Linked DNA regions of Mus musculus: region 2 is linked to region 1. A link is a contact called in public HiChIP or PLAC-seq data. All regions are on one chromosome and are shown on one strand. The core of a region is the stretch at or near the end of the contact, and the rest is flanking DNA. Distances in the headings are between cores, read along the strand shown.

Region 1 (7,527 bases), core at 3,583-6,082:
ACATTTCCTTCAACAAGGCCTCACCTACTCCAGAATGGCCACACCTTCTATTAGTACCACTCCCTATGAACCTATGGGGGGATATTCCTATTCAAATCACCATTCCACTTCTTGTCCCCCATAGGTTTGTAGCAATAGCATAAAGCACATTTACTCCAATAAGGCCACACCCACTCTGACAAGGCCACACCTATACCACCTAATAGTGTCACATACTGTGGGTCAAGCATTCAAACATATGACTCTTATGGGAGGCATTCTTATTCAAACCACCACAAGCAGCTTTCTAGAGTCTCGTGCCCTGAGTATACAACAGCAGTTAGCTTCATTTTTAGTGCATGGGCTGAGACAGAGTTACTTCGCATCTTTTGTATAAGTGATCAGTGAACATCTATACAGCATAATCTTAGGGATATAGATTGATAAATGATTTATTTATGAAAATAATGTATCACCACCCATTAACTTCTCAAATTACCTCAGTAATGCACAGACCCATGCGAGTATAGAAATAGTATCAGATGGCCTAGATTCTTGAAGTTATTGAGTAGATATCAAACTGGTGAATGATAAACACCACTCATATGGGACTATAGAAAGAGCCCAAGACTGAGACATGGTAGGTATACTGACCTGTCACCCAGTCACTCATTATGAGCCTCAGTTAGGAAGATCACCAAAGTGAAAGGTCACTGCCATTGTCCCTAGGATGAGGGACATAGCTAAAGTACAGTTTCTCCCACCTAGGAAACATAGACTCTTTATATGACACTAAGAACTTCCAGCTACTCAGACATGAGTTTGACAACACTATGCCCTAAACTGCATAGTGCAATTCCCAAGACTTCTGTGGTCCCTTATAGAGACTTACATCAGCTTTATTGTCTACCTCCACCTTCAGTGTGGACCCCCTGAGCTTAGAAGTTGCTTTAATTCATTCATAGCAATTCTGAAACACATGAATATAGTGTATATTGTATGTGTGTATAAGTGTGTGTACACATTATTGTGTGAAACACATGCAAGCTGAGAGTTGATATTAGTAATTAAGCTTGAAATAAAAGAATTTGGTTTTGCTTTCAGCCATGCCTACCAAGTAAAACCTGCTCAAAACCTGCTTTTGGTGAACCAAAAGCCAATAAAATTAAAACAGCTTGTAAACTTATTATTCACAGAATTATGACACTATGGCAAAATCTAGTATGTCCACCTATGCTTCTGACATAGCTATCTAACAAAATCTACCCAGATGTTTCTTTCAAAAATCTGTCACATATAAAATAAACCCCAAAGTCTCTAGACCATCCTATATCACCTGCTCCTTCTCTTTACTGGGTCCTATAGACCATTCTTACCAAATTCTCTAACTGTAGGCTGGGGCTGATTGATCACTTAGTGTGCCCTGGAATTCAAAACACTCAAGGTGCTGTGTTTTTACTTGTACTGACATTTGGAGGTGAGGCTTTTGGGAAACCATGGGCATTATAGGAAGTCATTATAGTTGACCACATAATTGTACTAGAGGTAACTCTGTCTACTATGTATGCTGTTCTAACATGCAACAACCCTTTGTCAGGATATGGTGCAATGAACCCTCATCAAATACCAAGAAGTTGAAAAACACTAAAACTACCCAGTCTTAACAACAATATGAACTAACCAGTACCCCCAGAGCTCATATCTCTAGCTGCATATGTATCATAAGATGGCCTAGTCAGCCATCAGTGGAAAGAGAGGCCCCTTGGTCTTGCAAACTTTATATGCCTCAGTACAGGGGAACACCAGGGCCAAGAAGTGGGAGTGGGTGGGTAGGGGAGTGTGGGGGCGAGGGTATGGAAGACTTTTGGGATAGCATTTGAAATGTAAAATAAGAAAATACCTAATTTTAAAAAACTACCCAGTCTTGTATATGTTTACTATAGCAAAAATAAGTAGACTAAGATAGAAACATGATTATGAGAATTTAACATATATTATTAAATATATGATTTATGATACTGTGGTCAGGCATTATTATTGTCCTCATTTTGTGAATAAGAAAATTGGTACAGAGGATATAATTAGCTTACCCAAGGTAATGCATTTACTAGGAACAGCTGTTTAATATACATCCAAATACATTTATTTCAGCCACACTATAAACATCTTAACTAACATAGCAGTGAGCAGAAATTACCTGGTAAGAAAGAGAAACCCTCTCAAATTCCAGATCCTTCATAGCCACACAGTGAGCCTCAGTGACAGAAATACGTCATACACTTAGAGTTATTCATAATCCATCAGTGAGGACCTTAGTGCAAAAATGTTAGTGCTGCTGACATTCTCACAATTTTAGTGACTAAGTAATTTTGTTGGACTTATTTCTAAGTTGATTATATTGAAATCAGATAGAACAGTGAGTATGTACACCATTCATTCCTTGTGCTACTCAGTTATAGACCAATAGACTTGTTTGACTCCAAGTAAACTATTGAAGAATATATATTCCCTGCTTGGTCTCAGGTTTACCCATTCTATAAAGCAAATCTGTATATACACAACAAATCAAGTTCAAAGTGCTCACTTGAGATTTGCTTGTGCTTTCTGGTCAACATTGCTGTGATTTACCAACTTGAACAATGTATGGCTGCTGTCTCTCTTGCATCTTTTCCAATCTCCCCAGCCCTACCTGTACTCAGACTTAAGTTAGATGGTTCATTTTTATTTTGATTATCTCCTGTTCTCTGTTTGGTATTTTTCTATGCTGTATTATGGATGAATGGGCTCTATTTAGTCTTCCAGCTTCCTAATTATTTTTCAATTCTGTGCACATCTAATATGTCCATTGGGTTTTTATTTGCAGTGATATTTGCCACTTCTGGAAGTTCTACTTGGTTCTTTTGTAAATATACATGGCTTTTCATACAGAGAACTTCATTCTGTCTCCTTTATGTTTGTCATTATTTAATTTTTACTTTTTAAAAAGTAAAGATAAACATAAATATAATCAATACTTAATTTCTAACTTATGCATATATGTAGACTGAGAAATCTAAACATCTTGATTTTTCTGGTCTCATTGTCAGTGCACGCGTGAGTATGTTAAAGTCTTTAATCTGAGCTTATTTACTCTGAGTCCATCTCTGTGACTCCTGGCAGAACTGGGTTTAGAACGTCCCTTTCCAAAGGGCCCATTTATCCCATAATATGAGAGTGATCCAAGTCTGGGGCTCTCTCTCTCTGTTAATCAATAAGCACTGAGAGTCTTAGGTTTGTAGTCAGTAAATCACTTGCCGGTTCTTGTGTTGGTATGGTTCTGGACATCAAATTCTCTATGTATCTTTCTTATGTTAATGGGTAATGACAAACTCTGGGAGCTGGAGAGCCACTGCCACTAGTGCTATAATCCACACTGAGCCTACATGGTTCCAATAGAGCTTTCCAAAGCTAAGGTCACACCACAAGTCCACTATATCTCAAAACAAAACAAAAATGAATGTGGAAAGGGGACTTGTAGGGAGGTGTTGGGGTTGAAGCAGGGAGGAGGGAGGGGAGAGTAGGGGACGAGCAATCAGAATGAAACACACATGCATGAAAGGTTAACGAACCACTTCAATAATTAAAAAAAAAAGAAAAAGAAAAATCATCACTTTTATTCTATCCTTAAAAAAATACATCCAATATTAAGCAAGATCTTAAAAGATACATATAATTCTAACTGTAGTCCTTTGTTTCCCAGAAGGCAGTTTTCTGAAAGGTGAAAAATGCCAGATTTCTATTCCTAACTCAACATTCACTAAGTCAGAAGTTGATCCTTGCCATAAGATACAGCAGTTCAGTGGGAGTCTAAGCCACCCCAGGCTTTCCCACACTACACCAGTAAGGGTCACACTGGTTCTCTAAGGCCAAGTATTTTCCAGGAAATGTTTGGAATGGCTCTTAAGATGCATCAAATTGTAAACAGTGAAATGAGAACGAAGCCTGCAAGCTCCTACCTGGTTTACACAAGGAGTGCCTGCATCTCAGAGCACACATTAAAACCATCCCGGTAACATAGTTAGCTGTGTTTACTCCCCGGGGTCTCACTGTAGATGACCTCTTTCCTATGCAATTATAGAGTTAGCGCCTAAGCAGTAATGTGACTAAACCACCCAGCAGCCTTAGGCTTATGGATTTCAAAGGCTCCACCTCCAACCCAGTTCAGGAGCAGGGTGTTTCAATGACTCTGAAAGTCATATTAGATCTTCCTAATGTTTATTGACTTCAGAGGTCTTGGCATGACCACCTTGGCTAGGGTATCAACATTTTGAGTGCATAGAAAGCAATCACATGGCCAGATGACTTTTATTTTTAATCATCTATTATCCAACAGCCTTTTCTAGTAAACATATTTCAGAAGCACCTGTTAACTGAAGGACACGGAGGCTTGTTAAAGATTATGGTCCCATCCAAATCTCTTTGGCTTTGTCCTGTTCAAGACCTACCTTTAACCTTGAAGCCCCACCCGCCCCAAGGACTTAGAAAATAACAGCCTCATAGGAAAACCCAGTGGCCTTATGGGTTTGTCCTAATAAGCTCCTGTCTCCGTGTCTCATTTTGTCCTAGCAACACTGGCATTGTAAACATTTACTACCAAATAGGACTTTTGTGTGGGTTCTGGTGGTGCTGAGTCAGTTTCTCATGTTTGCATGGTGAGCAGTTTACCCACTAAGCTGCTTCCCAGTTCCAGATTTAGATATTTGAAACGAATGATTTTAAGAGTTCTTTTCCTGATCTGAAACACTGTCTTGCTCTCAGTATTAGTCATACTCCATTAGCTGAGTCCTTCTCAGCTATGTTGCAATTCTGTACATCCTAGACAATGAGTAACTTCCTTGACAGCCACTGACTTAACACTTGTAGCCTTATCCTCATAGCACTGTAAACTCCTAGCTCTACACATCAATCACCAAGTGCCCCACTCCACCCTAAATCCCTGTTACAAATCTCTAAAGTAATTAAACATTTTCTCAAAGACAGTGCTCCCTTGGGGGTGGAACAGATGGCCCCATGGTTAAAAGTGCTTGCTGCCCAATCCTAAGGACCAGAGTTCAGATCTCAGCACTCATTTAGGACATCTCACCAATGCCTATAGCCCCAGCGCCAAGGGATCTAATACAAATCTGTTTTAGCAATGAAGAGAGGAGCATGAATCCAGCCTCTCCTTCGCTAAGTTTCTCAGATTCTTATGTATAGAGGGTTAGAAGCACTTTTTAAACGTTCATTATCTGACACATGAAAAATATTAAGCCATTATCTACTTTCATTTATGTGTGGATTAATGTTCTTTTAAGTATTCAAGTATAAGAGATTAGACTACAGGTGCAGAACTTAAAAAGATAAAAGCTGGAATCAATTCTCTCTGAGAGTACTTATCTTTGCTTCTTCATGCTTCCTTCTCTATGGCTGTTGCTGAGGCTCTCTTGAGCTGCTCTTCTTGATTCTGTTTGATAAAATGTCACTCACAGTTGAAGACACATCAAAGGTACCAATAAGTCCATCTCCTGCAACTTCTGCTTATGGAAATGATGTATTTAGGGCTTGGGGATAGATTACATTACCAGTGAAAGACCCTATCTCAAAAGGAAAAGAAAAGTAGATGGCTCCTGAGAAGGAAAACCTGAGGTTGTCTTTTAGCAAGTACACACATACACACACACACACACACACACACACACACACACACTGATGGACTTATGTCTTTAGACTTAGGGGTGTTTTCTCTTCCCTAAGAGTCAGCTTGGTTAAGGTCAGAGTCAGCACTTCCACCAACTGCTCTCCTCATCTTCACACAGAGGAAGCACAATGACTCTGGTTCCTATTCCATGCATGCGTGGGCTAGGATTGTTTCTTGACCTCTTGTGTGATGGAGGCTCCCTCCTATAGGGCTCCCTAGTCTTTGCTATTCAGCCATGCTCCTTGATCCTCCCACTGAGCTGGACCCCTGTTACTTTTGCTCACTCTGCCTTAACATATCTATTGGGAGACTATCTTCTTTTTTTACAAAGCCATTTCCTCTGAGAAGCTTTGTGGGGCAATTCCACTTTCTCAAATCCAGATGAATTCAGACTTCCCTATCCCATAGCTTCCTGAATATCTTTTTTCAAACACCCCATGTCCCATTGCTAGACCATCTGTCATGGTGTCTACAGTGTGGGGTGATAGCCCTCCAAGAACTGTTCAGTGGATTATCACAATATTCCTAATCTCTACCTCAAGTTAGCTCACCAGGAATTCATTCCAGGCATGTGCAGCCAGTGGACAGAAAATTCTCCCAGGATATCCTGCAGAGATTTATTTAGTACCTGTCTCCTCCCCTAGACTTTACTGCCTCTGATATCAGGGACAAGGTGCTGTAATTACGTCAATTTGTACAGTAGTTTATTGGTGCCTGGCAGGTGTTCCCTCAATAAAGGTTGATGAATGCATCTACCCAGCTGTTTTGCTACATCTCTGTTTCCTGGCAACTCATGAGTTTGTATAACAAGTATCGTTCTCGCTGCTGCATAGTCTCAGTGTCCAGACCAGTGCACGGTGATCACTTACTGCTTATGAATTCATATATATCACCACTGTCATTGTCTCCAGTACTTCTTGAATGTGCTAGGACATGTGACAGTCACTTCTCAGGAATTATTTACTATAACCACCTTTAGGAGACATGGGTTACAGCCACTTTTAAGGCAAGGCAACTGAGATTTTGAGAATTTAAATTCTCTCTTTGTTCACACATTACCTGTCAGTGGAATGAGTACTCAGCCACATATGGGACATATATACCATCACCAACCTCAGGGATTATCAAGAAACAGGGAAAAGAGTCTAAGAGCTTCAGTTGTGGAACACAAATCAAAACTCTGTCTTCTGACTTGGCAAGTACTTAGCAACTCTTGTTTCCTGCTTAAGATCTGCACAAGATCAAGTCAGTCAATATGCTAGCTAGACCCCTGACTGAGGAGTGATAGACATCTGATGGCTTCTGGGGGAGGAAGAGTGAGTGATCCTTAAGCATGTGACCCCACACTCTTTAGTATATTGACAGAGAAAATTGGCTTTAATGGGTTATTGAAAAATGAAGAACAAGGAGGAAGAAGAGGAGGAGGAGAGGACAGGAAGTAGGAGATGGGGGATTAGGATAGAGCTCAGAGCACTTAAAAGTAGATGCAGGGGATGAATATAATCAAAATACATTTAGTGAAAGGCTAAAATGATTAATAAAATAGAGTAAGTAAAAAGATCATGATAGAAAAAGATCCTAGAATAGATGAGGTACATAGATGCTCTCAATGCCCCACCTCTAAGGAGCTACTGGCACTTTGTACCTGTTAGTGGAAGGAAAACCATCATCTTTTTTGATGTGATCACTGGTGGGCTCCTCGTGTTTCATTCAACTGCCACACACCCATCCACTCAAGAGCAGAAGTGGACATTGTACATTATTAAAAAAAAAAAGGCATAAAGTCAAGAAGGAATATGTCGGGAGGAAAGGGGGTTTAAATAGGCTAAAAA
Region 2 (7,527 bases), core at 3,477-5,976, 120 kb after region 1:
AGCAACCATCAAATTGACAGGTGATTTGGCTCCATCAGATATGCCAGCATGATTGATGTTCATTCATCAATGGAGTCAAGATTTGATCTATCAACCCAGCAGTGTAATCAGAACATTATCCACCCTGAGTCCTACATCCTGATGAGAAACTTAGTAGGGGGCTGTCTACATTACTGTTATTGTTATTATTCTCTCAAGGGGTGCCTGTATCTAATGAATTATAACTAATTTCTCTTGTGGTCTATTGCAATTTGCCACTTTGCTCCTCTTGTCAAAAACCCAATATAATCTTCAGCCAAAATAATACAGCACAACATTATGATAATGATGCCAGCATTTCATCCATCAGCAGGAATGGAATGATTGCTTAACACATTTCAGAAGACTTCCTGGTGCATATGAAAAGTTGCCCTTCTGGAAATCTTTAGATTAAATGTTTAGATTATTCTCCAGGCTTTGGAAAAGCCTCTGGGAACTGAGAAAGCCTTTCTCAAGCCTCACACCCTGAATAGGCCAAGGCAGGGATAATCAGAATCAATTAGAAGAAAGTTTAAACTCTAGGCAACGGTTGCTGAAGATGCCAGTGACTGGCTTCGAACATCCATCTGTCTCAAATTGACTAACTCAGGGAGCTGGCATGCAGAGATAATGAATTCAAGGTCATAGGATCAAGTTCATGTGCATCCAAGCCAACTAGCTTGGGGAGAGTGGTGGGTAAGGCAGAGGCCATGGCAGTTGGATCGCCTCCAGCCTCATTGGCTCTGTGTGCATACAGCACTGGTTGCCAAAAGAGAAAGCTGGCAGGAGTGGGTGGATTGCAACATCATTTGATTTAAAGAGCATTGGTTGAGATGCCAGCTGAAAATAGTATGCCTCTCAACTTAGAGGAGCTAGCAGAGAGAGTGAGGCCTGGGCTCAGTCTTCCAGAAGCTCCCAGACTGATAAATGAAAGGAGCCAGAGCTTTGTGTCCTATAAAGGCTGGGAAAGGGAAGGAACATAACAGGAGTGGGAGCCTGGAGCTTAAAGATTAAGAAAAGCCCATGGAGGTACAAGGACCGCAACATCTTAACAGAGCTTTGGGGAATAATTATTATTACTTCATCAAAAATAAACAGGAAGTATGTGAGGCAGTGAGTATACTCTTAGGATCCTCCTTCAGCAATGACTAGAGGTTTCAGCTCTCCCTCCAAAGTCAGTTTCCTTTATACAAATTCTCTCTTCTCAAGGCTTTTTAACCATTCATCATCATTGTAAACTAGTGATTGTAGTGATTTCATCAGTATCCCCTCCATGCATGGCCATGGTCACCATATGACATCATCCCTGCTTGCAGGCTCCCGTGTTTAGACATCTGGTCCTGTTTCCAGCTGGTGCTGCTCCTTTTTGAGTGTGGGGTCTGGCCAGCAGAAACGGAACCCCAGGGGTTAGCCTTAAAGGGTTATGGCCAGGCCCTGCTTTAGATCCAGATCCCATGCTTTCTGCTTCCCAATCAGCCAAGATGTGAAAGAGGTGCTTTCTCACTTTGCAGCTGCTGCAGATGACGCATGGTCGTCCCTCGGTTACACCATGCCCTCTCTGGTGTGCTGTGGGATCTGAACATGAGATCAAAATCCTTTCTTTCTTAAGTTGCTTCTTTCTAGCCACTAGAAAAGTAACTGAAGCAACCACACCTTATTTATTTAAATCAAGCAGCAGACTGGATCCGTTCCATGCATGACAGTTTGGTGAGTGTTGCTTTACATAATGAATTGAAGAACAAACTGCCTATTGTCAATACAAGGTACATTGATAGGGAATAAGGACCATGATCCAGGACGGGATCAGGGACCAGAAAGAGTTGTTTTTAAGACAGTTGCTAAAGTGAGCCACTAGAGCTTAGTCCCAAGAATAAACTGAGGAGTACAGTTAAAATCCAACCTCAGAATCATCCCAACCCTAGGCAGAAGAGGGCTGAGGTCTTAATATGTCCTCTCATATTCCCCACAGCTTTAGAGCTGCTCCTAGGAAGAAATAGTGTTTCCTGGAAATTCCAGCCCATGCAAATCTTAGGAAGATTGAGTGTTTCGTTTTCTTTGAGCATGGCAGCACTGGCCCCAGGGGTCAGGAGAGCGATTCAGAAGCAGCAGGAAGATCTTTGGTGCTGGAGAAAGTATACTGTCTGAAGTTGGCTCTGTCCTTTGCATCAAGCCTGCTTTCAGCTCACTCACCCTTCATACTGATTGAATAAAGACATTGAAATATCTTAAGAAAGAGTCTGACTATGGAGAGAGCTGAATCCAAGGCCACATCATCAGAACTCTGCCTCTGATTCTTTAAACCCCAGCCAAGGATTGGCTGTTTTAGGTCAGGGTAACCTAACATCGATGTTTCTGTAACTGAGTGTGTATTCACTTGATGACAACATCTTTTCTAAAAGAATGAAGAGATCCTGAATAGGCCTGTGTAAGCACACAGTAGGTCCTCAGTATGGCTAACCTTCAAACCATTCTCACCTGTGATATAAGTAGAATATACTCACTTTGTAGAAAAGAACAAAACAAAATTCTTGCCTTTTATTATTTTGAGGCTCTTCTTCGGCCCGATTCCACAAGCTAATGTGCTCTTGCCAAATGCAGCTGTGGACTCATCAGGAAGACTTTGCCTCTGCCGACTCTTCTTGCACTCGCTTAGTGGATGGCACAGTGTGCTGCTTGAGTAAAGCCGCAGTGCTGCTGGCTGATGGGAGTTGAAACCACAGAGCTGAAGCCCTGCGTCCAGAAGCAATTTCATTCTCATTGCATGATCTATTCTTCTCACTGGCTGTCCCACCGAGCCTGACTCCGTGGGAGAGAACCGTTCTTGCCCAGCCATCATGATGTTCCAGAACCCTGGGGCTCTTCCAAGCAGCATATTTTCAGGCTCATTTCATTTTCTGTCTTGGATTCAACCATCTGGAAAAGAAGTTGGGAGAATGACGCCCCATCTCTTGTCCCACCGGACTTGGAGAGGACATGCCAGCCAAGTTCATGTCAATCTGTTTGTAGATTGGCAAAGGAAAGAAGACCCCCCAGGGCCCCCTGGTGCTGATTGGGACCATGTGCAGCTGCTGGTGGAGTCAGCTCTTTCTGGTTCCCCACCCTGTATGAATATCACGAGTCAGCTTGGCCAAAGTGAACATACAGAGAGAGGAGAAAACTCCTGTCTGTCACTCTTCTTCCCAACCTCAAAGGCTAGCTGTGGAAGAAATTCACTGTCAGGGAATCAACAAGCAGATCTGGGCCTAGGTCAGGAGAGAGTAGTGACATTGCAGAAGTGACCATTGGATAAGATATTCAGCATAGAGGCAGCCCCATGGAGCACAGGACAGATTCCTGCATTGTCTCCTGGCTCTGCCTCTTTCTAGGTCTGTAAACTATGGTGCTTATAACATCCTGTGTCCTCAGCATCCTCATGTGTGTGAAGAAGAACATGCTCTTACTGTTACAGCAAGAATCTCAGCAAAAATTCAAAACAAGGATGACAGACACTAGCCAGCTTTGTAACTGTCATTCACACTGATGGGTTTAGACAAGCTGACTTCAATCAAAAAAGGCACACTCGGAAGTCTTTGGTTGAAATCCTGGCTCTATTTCCAGTTTTCCAAAGTTTGACCCTGACTACTATAATTAAAAGACTTCACCATTCTTAGCCTTAGATTTCCATATTGAAAAACTAAGAAATAAATCCCTCTTGTAGAGGGCTGTGGTGGAATTTAAGTGGTCATGATTAGAATTACTTGAGAAAATAAATTTTTATTTATCCCTGACTCAAAAGTCAATGGATAAAACAAAATATAAAACAAATGATCAAAAGATGTTTCTTGAGTGCGTGAATGAATGAATAAGCCATTTAAAGCATGCATTACCAGACATAATCACACACACACACACACACACACACACATAATCACATTAAGCTAGGCTGCATTCTGAGCACGTCTCTGGTACTGTCACAATCAATCCTTTCAACTGAGAGATAGTTCTAGTGTGTGTGGCTATGATCTTTTAAGGACACTGCAAGTCTTAAAGAGATTAAGTAATACATCCCAAGTCACAAAGGTCACCCACAGAAAAGGTGATTCTAAACCACATCTCTGGACTTTAAGGACAATGGGCTCTTAGACTGACAAATCCAAACACAGGTCTCTGCACTTTTGCAGGTAGAGAGCAAAGCTTGGCTCTCATACCTGGTAACTGGCTGATGCCTACAAAGCATTTGCAAGCATTTCATATTCACCGACCCTGTGTCATCCCGATTTTACCAATGAGAAAATTGAGGGTTGATTAAATACCCCATTTCAATGCGAAGACTAAGTAACAAAGTCAGAATTTCAACTTAGGAAGACTGGCAACTGATCCTATGTTTCAAAAACACTCAAAGACCTGAATGCAGAGACACAGACACATGGCATCGTGTAGCAGGTATTCTTCCCCCTCACAGAATTCCTTTTTCAGACACCTTTGCATCAAAGGGAGCGGAGATTGCCATTCCATCCATCTGACTCTATGAATGGAGCCCTGGAACAAGGATTTGCAGAAGTCTACGATGGGTTCTAGACTCCTCTAGAAGGCAATCTGAAGTCTGGTGCTGCCTTGAGTGTCTTCCAGACTCACAGGAGAATGAGAAAACCCAAGTGACAGGCCCACAGAAGCTTTTGACCTTTTAACAGCCTGTGGCACATCTACAGTTCCTCTTGGCAAGACAGTTCCTCTTGGGCAAGTTCCTCCACCCACAAAGGCTCTAGACACAGCTGAATTGAATGGGGGAGGTATCGCCTTAGAGAAAAGGAAGTCTTAGCAATAAGAAGGAAAGCAAATGGCCTAGAATACAAAGAATCAGAACACAAGCTCCATTCATGCCATGCCTCTTCATGTAAGCACTCACCCTTTGATACCACCATCACCTAATACCTACTCTACCACCTCCATCCTAGCATCTACCTAACTTCAACACTCTGCACTCATCTCAGAACTTAAAACTGGCTCCTATATCTTACTAAGACCACTGGTCAGGATGTGGTCAGCCATACATACCTTGTCACTTACTCCCATATATATAGCTGCCTCCAGGAATCCTATCGATTACTTCTACATATGCAACCTCATCCTCCATGTTTTACTTCCCAAACTTCCATATTTCTTCATGCTTCCATCTAAGCATCTTTCTCCTCCAACCTACACACACACACACACACACACACACACACACACAGAGAGAGAGAGAGAGAGAGAGAGAGAGAGAGAGAGAGAGAGAGGGAGAGAGAGAGGGAGAGAGAGAGATACAAGTATGCATGCACATGCACACACATACACACGCTCCTGCCTCTCCAGTTCCTGTCCCTTCTCTGGCTACAGTCTTATTAATATCCATGATGCAACTAGAATCTGAGCCTCTTAAAGCTACAACTAAGATCTCTTTGAACCTGAATCTTTTGCCTCCCACGAGTACGTGCACATATGACACAGTGGATAAATGGTCACAATTTACTCCATTGTTGGAATCAAATGAGATGACAGATACTTTTGGTAACCAGAAAACAATCATGCAGGCTTACATGTACCACTTGATTATGCCTAAAATGAAAAGGTGAACTTTGCCCAAAGCCTATTTGAAAGAAATCCCTTGTACAGAAAATGTCACAGGATTTTAAAATGGTATTTATCACCACTTACAAGCAGCTATTTTTCTTTGTAAAGGAGCCACTATTTAGCTTTAGTTTATCTGTTCTTATAGATGTCAACTTGCTTTTATTTATATTTTACCTTATTTCAAAAATGCTTTAAAACCATTTCAAAGGATTTAACTATTTGTATGTGTTCTAGCATCTTCCAGCTTCTCCAAAAAGATAAGATACCATATCACCTGAATTTTGGAGTATTTAAGAGTCCTTTCTTCCCTCCCACTGTGGTCTATAATATGGAGAGATATCCCTGTGAGAAGTGGAGGCTGGTTTTTGTCTATACTTGGCTCAGTCTTTAAAGACACTTAAAAATAATAAAATCCTAAGACATAAGGGGTCTTCAGGATTTCTTTTCCCTATTTCCAATGTGACAACTTCGCATCAAACCCCTCTTTCTGATTTACATTTTATTTTTGGCTTATTGAGGACCGGTAGCCTTACATAAATTCAGATACAAGTTATAAACGTGTTCAATAACAACATGCTAATCACAAATGGAATCAATCAGGCATATTTAAGGGTGTCTTCCAGCCACAGTGAACTGATCCTAGGTGGGGAGGAAGGCAGGAAGTTCCCAGCAACTGCTGGAGCCATTTACTCCAGGGACATCTTTCTCTTCCCACTTCAACAACATTAGCTGCTTTTGACCTTTATCAGTGAAGCAGAAAAACCAGTTTGGACTTTGTGTTGGGATTTTCTAGAAATTCTGACCCTGAGGAAGTTTCTGCCTAGCAGCTTAGCTCACCTGTTTCCCTTTTGACTCCTTTGAGCAACTTGGGACTCTTCTGAACCCTTGGCACAGTTGCCATTTTGTGACCACCTTTCTCTTTCCAAGTTTTTCCATTATACATTATTGGAGTATTATCAAAAATAGAAAAACAAAATGGCCATGGTGGCAGTTTGGAGAGCTGAAAAAGGGATTGGCAACATGACTATAACTCACTCATGGACTGCAGAAATAGGGAGGTAGGCTCTGCTATTCCTAAAATTAGAGGCTTCAGGGAGCCATGGTTAGAGGTCTCCTTTGTCTCAGTTTGTCTTTTCCCTGCTGTGACATATGTAGACAGCGTCCTTCTAGCCCTAGGAGAATATGTGATTTAACTTCCTAGAGTATTTTTAAAGTGTTTTAAAGAGGGTCTAAATCCATAACCTAGAAATAAGGCTATCAGTAGGACAGGTCTTGTCAAATTGGAAGCTCCTTTGAGTAAATCTGGAGTTCCCTTGAACTATTTGGGCATCTGCCTTGTGACAGGAAATTTTAAGGTTCTCTTGTGTCATGGGGTTCTGTGGGCCCATTTAGAATAGAGACAGGGTGCTGGGTAGATGTGTGTTGATTTATGTAACCTTGAATGTATTGAGTCATTGTTAGTATGGCCCCTCCCAGGAAGAACTGAAGCAAACCGGTGTTGCATAAACCTAGGATGAGTTCTAAGACAGTAATGGGAAAAGACAAAACAAAACAAAACAAAACAAAACAAAACAAAACAAACAATGAAAAACTCTGTCTCTGGGGCCCCAGAAGAGAAAACTGGGACCATTTCAGTGTTGAATTTCTTTTCTTTTCTTACCTTTTCTCTTATTTTTTTATTGGGTATTTTCTTTATTTATATTTCAAATGTTATTCCCTTTCCCAGTTTCCCTCCCTCCCGGAAATATCCTATCACATCCCCCCCCCCTGCTTCTAGGAGGGTATTCCTCTACCCACCTACCACTTCTACCGCCCTGCCCTTGATTCCCCTACACTGGGGCATCCATTGAGCCATTATAGGACCAAGGACCTCTCCTCCCATTGATGCATGACAAGGCCAACCTTTACTACATATGCAGC

What was found. HiChIP or PLAC-seq counts read pairs in DNA pulled down with a chosen protein or histone mark.
Region 2: a contact with region 1 is called in an H3K27ac HiChIP or PLAC-seq map of bone marrow-derived dendritic cells, with 5 times the contacts expected there. The contact joins two enhancer-like sites. A contact is called at or near these places in 6 of 484 Hi-C or Micro-C datasets (the N1E-115 cell line, bone marrow-derived dendritic cells, bone marrow-derived macrophages and 2 more), 3 of 115 datasets of contacts at active chromatin or transcription factors (bone marrow-derived dendritic cells, fibro-adipogenic progenitors and microglia) and 1 of 9 other capture datasets (bone marrow-derived macrophages).

The regions. Positions count from the first base shown.
Region 1 is chr15:67,776,304-67,783,830 of GRCm38.p6, forward strand. No RefSeq gene overlaps it. Among named protein-coding and RNA genes, the nearest start is that of Zfat, 480 kb to the right of the region's middle. Within about 2 kb of position 4,833, at least 62 of the 459 cell types and tissues checked have an H3K27ac peak or open chromatin away from gene starts, as enhancers often do. A contact at or near this core is called in bone marrow-derived dendritic cells and bone marrow-derived macrophages, where this site is marked.
Region 2 is chr15:67,898,460-67,905,986 of GRCm38.p6, forward strand. No RefSeq gene overlaps it. Among named protein-coding and RNA genes, the nearest start is that of Zfat, 360 kb to the right of the region's middle. Within about 2 kb of position 4,727, at least 45 of the 459 cell types and tissues checked have an H3K27ac peak or open chromatin away from gene starts, as enhancers often do. A contact at or near this core is called in bone marrow-derived dendritic cells and bone marrow-derived macrophages, where this site is marked.